Regions from separate parts of the Dromaius novaehollandiae genome. Here region 2 is linked to region 1. A link is a contact called in public Hi-C data. All regions are on one chromosome and are shown on one strand. The core of a region is the stretch at or near the end of the contact, and the rest is flanking DNA. Distances in the headings are between cores, read along the strand shown. Region 1 holds the start of FLRT2 (fibronectin leucine rich transmembrane protein 2). Region 2 has its middle 320 kb from the start of FLRT2.

Region 1 (2,698 bases), core at 71-2,570:
GTTCTAGTCAAAGTAATTCATTTGTTTTAAGTTGCCATAGAACACATTTAACTCTTCATCTTTTCTAGAATTCAAAATAGAATATAATCATGACTGAAAAACTATTGGTCTGTCATCACATATGCTTTTGTGTCCGTTAAATACAGCCAGGAAATAAGCTAGACAAAATCAATCTAAGATCAAGATTTTCTAAAGTTCCTTGTCCCTATCCTTCCCCTTCCCTTCCCTTCCCTTCCCTTCCCTTCCCAATTTTACCAAAAATTTGGTGAAGAATTCATATTGTAATTTTTCATTCTGTCTACTGTGTGAATTTAAGGCCTAATCCAAAGTCTGTTGACACAAATAGAAATTATTCAGTATGCTTTAGACCAGCCTTCCAGTTACAGAAATACTTCTAGCTCCTTCTACCCTGTCTCTTGCAAGCTGCATATATCGTTCTAACAATACAGCTGAAAAAAAGACATTTGTGATGAAAGGTCGCTTTTATTTTTGTGATTTTTTTAATGTTATACTATTTCACATTCTCTTACAATAATTGAGGTTGTATTATGGATCACTGGACCATCACTCCAGGCTAGCCATCTTGTATGATCACAGACAATTTAAAGAGAATATATTTCTATATTCTCCTTTCAGTTTACGGGCTTTCAACCATGCAAAGCAGTTTGTTAAAAAAAACGCTCCACACATTTATAGTAGAGAAAAAATGTTTAAACTACAAGTAATCAGACTATAGCCAAGATTAATAATTGAAGGGGGGGAGCAGCTTAAACACAACGTGGTGGAGGGAGAAAATGGGGGAAGTTTTGCCAGGCAGTTGTGCTAGCAGCCCTCGGGCAGGCGGCAGCGCGGCTGCGGCGCTGCCGGGCGGCGGAGCGGAGCGCTGGGCTCTGCTGCCCCCTTGGCCGAGCGCGAGGACGTGCAGGCAGCCGCCCGTCCCTCCGCCCGCCGCGGGCTCCGCGCGCAGCCAGCTGCGGGGGCTTCCAGTTTACGAGGTTGCCACTTTGCACGCAAGCGGGACAGTGGAAACGGTAGTCCTGACTGTGTAACCTGAATCGATCAAGCCTAATCACCCTCTCCACTTATGTCATCAGTTATTATAAACAGGACAAGAATAAAGGCTCTTTGGGGGGGGAAGGGGGAGAGGAGGTATTTCTCAGAGGAGGTTTGTCTGCCTTTTCGAAACTTAGAAATGTCGGGGGGGAAGCAAGTAATGTTTTCTGACCATTTGCTTATTACATGATTCTTCTCTGTCTTTGTCCGGTCTTATCTTATACCTTTAATGAAGAGAGAAATCAGATCCCCTTCGTGCGCACCAGCCTGCCTCTGTGTCCTTTCTGCTGTGTGACCATTGCAAGGCTGGGGCTCTGGAAGGAACTCCCTGCAGACCATCCCACATCCAGGCTCCGACTGTCATTCAGCTGCAATTAGAGGTCCCCCCTCTTTATGGAGGCAGAGAAGGGAGCAGAAACAGCATAATTTACTGAAAAAAATATTTATAAATGAATAATAGAAAACCAACGGAGTTCGCTAATGCCTACATCTTCGTGTTACAAGTGCTGACAGCGTCGTCTCTCCATCAGGCGCCAAGCCAGTGGTATTGAGTTTGGAAAGGTTTCGTGCATTTCATTTCATCTTTGGATTGCACATGCTTGCTTTCTCATTTTAAGACTTTTTTCTGCTTCGGAGGAAACATGTTCTGACATGCTGGAGTTTGCTGGTGGTAAATATTTCCTTTGACTACAAAGTGCATCTGTGAAAAAGACTTTCATTTTTTTTCCCCATGGCAATACATTTCTTTCTGGCTTGCTCCTTTCTCTGTTGTTATTGATAACCTGCAAACGACTTGAATCGGAAGGTCTGAGTGAAATAGCACTTTCAGATCTGTACTTTCAGCTGCATCATGCTGAGGAAAGCGCAGAAGCTCTGTGTATGCATGTGCGAGAGATTTTAGAGTGCTGTGTATGACAGTTTGCATACCAGACTCTGACAAAGTAGGGACCACAGGTAAGTCCCCAAGAGATCTCCCTTGCTGTGGGGATTTTTCCAGCCCCTAACCACCGAGGAGAAATATCCAGCTCTCCAACTGCTCCCCAGAGTTGATGCTTCTGATTTGTTTCAATTGAAAATAACCAAGAATAGAAACTGGCACGTAATGAGAAGTCCTCAGCCAAGCAACTGTGTGTGTTGTGATTGCTCTCAAATGAGCACTCCCACACGGGCTGAGGTCTCAGTGCCCATGCGACAGAAAGGCCTGTAAAGGGTTAAGCCGCTGACTTGCTTGCTAGGCAAAGTTTGAGGAAGAATATGTCTAAGGCTCGGTACGCTGCAGCCACACGTTTGAAATCTGTCACCCTCACTTAGGAGCTCTGCATCTCTGGTTGTCAGCAGTGAATAATGATCACACGTCGATAAGATCGCGCTGTGGCGTTGCGCCGGAGTCGCCAGGGGAAGGGCCGAAAGGAAATTACCAGGCGTTTAACCACTTGAGCCGGCCGTTCTTCAGTGTCATCAGTGGGGTGCCAGGGCTAAATGACCGGCTGGACAGCAGCTTGGAAAGCAAATTTCCTTCCTCTTTGCCTTGAGAGCAACCTTGGGTGATGGTTAGCATTGGCAGCTATGGAAAAAAGAGACCTTGGTGGTGATCCTTAAAACAATACCATGCCGGAGCCCAGCGGTTCTGCCACCTTCTCCCCTT
Region 2 (2,698 bases), core at 107-2,606, 320 kb before region 1:
TGTCATAGTCATGAGGAGGGGGGGAAAGGGTGTCTTAAAGCAGACCATAAAATGAATCTGAAAATTAAATTTTGGCCAGGGAATGAATTAATAAATGCATATATTCACTCTGCCCAAGTTGTCAATAAAATCATTATTCCTTTTGTCTCCCTAATGATCTGCTTCTATTTATGATATTAATTATTATAAATAAACCGTGCCAAGTAGGGTTTAGTCACATGGAAATTAAAGAGACAAAGTGAATATTCTTTTCAGAATATGTGAGTAAGTTCATTTAGATTGAACAAGGCATCAAGATTTCAAACTTGGCAGTCATTATAATCTGCAATTTGTGCAGTGAATAAGGCATTGATTTTACTTCATATTTAAATATTTCTGGAAATCCAGTCCAGTAAATCAGCTTGAAAATTTTTCCTCTGCTTACAATATTGACCCTATTTCCTTGCATAAACCAAGTGGGGAAGTTTGTGTTCCTTTCCCTTCCTGTCTCCCCTCACCGCCAGTGGATACGGAGGAAAAGACATATGGAAGAATCCTATTTACAAATAATCACACAAGGGACAATAGCAACAAGGCATGAATAAGTGAAGCCCTTAAGCCATTTTGAGTTCCATTAGTCTTCTAGGCGAAGATTTTCAAAAGACACCAAGGCTGTTGATACCAATATCATATGAAAAGTCAATGAGGTTTGAGTCCCTTTAGGCTTCTTTGAAAATGCCTCTCAATTTTTGCTTTAGTATCAAGATACAAGGAGAACTAAAGAAACATACATTTCAGTGCCTAGACCTTGTGTTTGAAGAGAGAGCTACTCCACTGAGTGCAAATTCCCAGTAGCAATCCTTCAGCATGTATGCTTTATTGTAGTTAAAATACAAATCTCTCCCCTTCATTTTAATGAAAATCAAAGCTGAATCATACAAATTATCACAGCCTGCAGGAAAAAAAAGCTCTAATAATCCCACATATTACATTGGTTTGCAAGGGTGATTTCTATGGTTGATGTGTTTTAAACTCTTTCTTATGTACATATTTCTGGACTACTTGTTACAGGAAACTTATGCTTTTTCCTACCTGACTTTTATTAATCCTCTTTATTTTCTTGTTTCTTTTTCTCCTTTGTCTTAGTGATTAGCTCTTTAGTATCATTACTCAGAGCAATACTAAACAGCAGCAATAAGAGAGCAGGCATCCTTCTCAGTGGTGCACATGTCTGTTTAATGGTGCAAGTTCACACTAATTCCCTTCCCTGGGTTTTTATCTTCCTTTAGGGGGTAACAATTCCAGAGGCTTAACTCTGTCTGGGTTGCTGAAAGTTGAAGTGAACTGCTGATGGCTGTGGCTGAGCTTTCTTCACTCACAGGCAAGCCTTTGCAATTAAATCATAGCCTTACTTGACAAAAGCAACATGTTCCAGAAAGCAGCTGTTGAATTGAGGAAAACGGGGAGGTTTGGGTGGTAGCTGCTCTATTTATTTTTGGTTTGTGGACTTGAGTGATTCCTTCCTGTAAGGACAGAAACAGAGCAATAAAGAGCAAGGCTTGGACAAGACACTGAAGGACATCAATAAATTTCTGCTAACAGCTTTGCCCTTTGTACGCATTTGTCTTTATTGACTTTTCCCTTTTTAACCTGCAGTTATGTTTGATTGCCCATCTGTTGAGCTAGTCCCGCCACTGAAGGGTGAAACAAAATGCTTCTAGTACCCCCACAAAATATGGCACAGTAGATTGCAAGAAAGTACTTGGAAATTCATTTAATGTCCTTTATGTGAATACTCCCTTTAGTAACAATGGCTGAATTATTGGACTCAGGATACTTCTAAGTACCTGGCTCAGATGTGCACTCCAGTTTACTGTGACTCCACAGTGAAACTTGAGTATGCATCAGCCATTGCTGACACTTTTGCATTAAGACTATATAGCTGTATGGAATTTTTTTTCCACCCTCAAGTCATTACTTTATGTCCAGAAATTGTTTACTTCTGGCAAAAGAAGAAATGCATAAAGGAATCAGGTATTTCTTCCATGCATTGGTGTTCACTTACAAAGAATGATTAAAAAATATTCTGTGAAGATAAAAAACAGCCAGACTAGTTTCTTCATTCCCTTTTATACATCACTTTATGCAAAACTTTTCTCATCTATTTACCACTCAGTCACACTGTAGGAGTTTTCCTGGCTGTGTTTGGTGACTTTTGTTCATTATCTGTACATTTCTGTGAACTTTTAAATGCTTTATTTATTTAAATAGGGTAAGTGTTCTGCAGCAGGCTCCATCAAACATCTTGGGTCATGTGGTACAACCACTATTTGAGATTTCACATGTGCCTGGGTTTTGGTTAATGGTGCCTACTGTTTCAGCTATGTGGTGTTATGGAGGAGCTTGATTATTCCTTACACTTATCTTACACTGAAGACAGTGGCTATGACTGTTAAGTTCAATACGGTTTTTCACAGCTTCTAAGCATAACTAAAGCATGTGTTTTAGTCAAACACTATTTATTAGGATCAGAGCAGAATAAATTGTATGGAGAATTCATGGCTGAAATTCTATGCTCTGCATTATATAGGAACTTAGACTAGATGACTTGTAGGCCCTTTTTGGCCCTAAAATCTATAGATTAGAAAAAATAGCTCTCACAGAGTACTGAAATAACTGTTTCATTTTTCATCCAAGGCCTCATGATCTGATATGAAAA

The links. A called contact is a pair of places that touch in the nucleus more often than the background predicts.
Region 2: a contact with region 1 is called in a Hi-C map of liver, with 5 times the contacts expected there. The contact joins the enhancer-like site here to the promoter of FLRT2 in region 1. A contact is called at or near these places in 3 of 4 Hi-C or Micro-C datasets (brain, liver and ovary).

Annotation. Positions count from the first base shown.
Region 1 is chr5:22,176,696-22,179,393 of bDroNov1.hap1, reverse strand. It overlaps FLRT2 (fibronectin leucine rich transmembrane protein 2), which reads left to right and starts at 1,320. Exons shown (of 3, transcript XM_064512222.1): 1 at 1,320-2,698.
Region 2 is chr5:22,501,634-22,504,331 of bDroNov1.hap1, reverse strand. No RefSeq gene overlaps it. Among named protein-coding and RNA genes, the nearest start is that of FLRT2, 320 kb to the right of the region's middle. Within about 2 kb of position 1,356, at least 1 of the 2 cell types and tissues checked has open chromatin away from gene starts, as enhancers often do.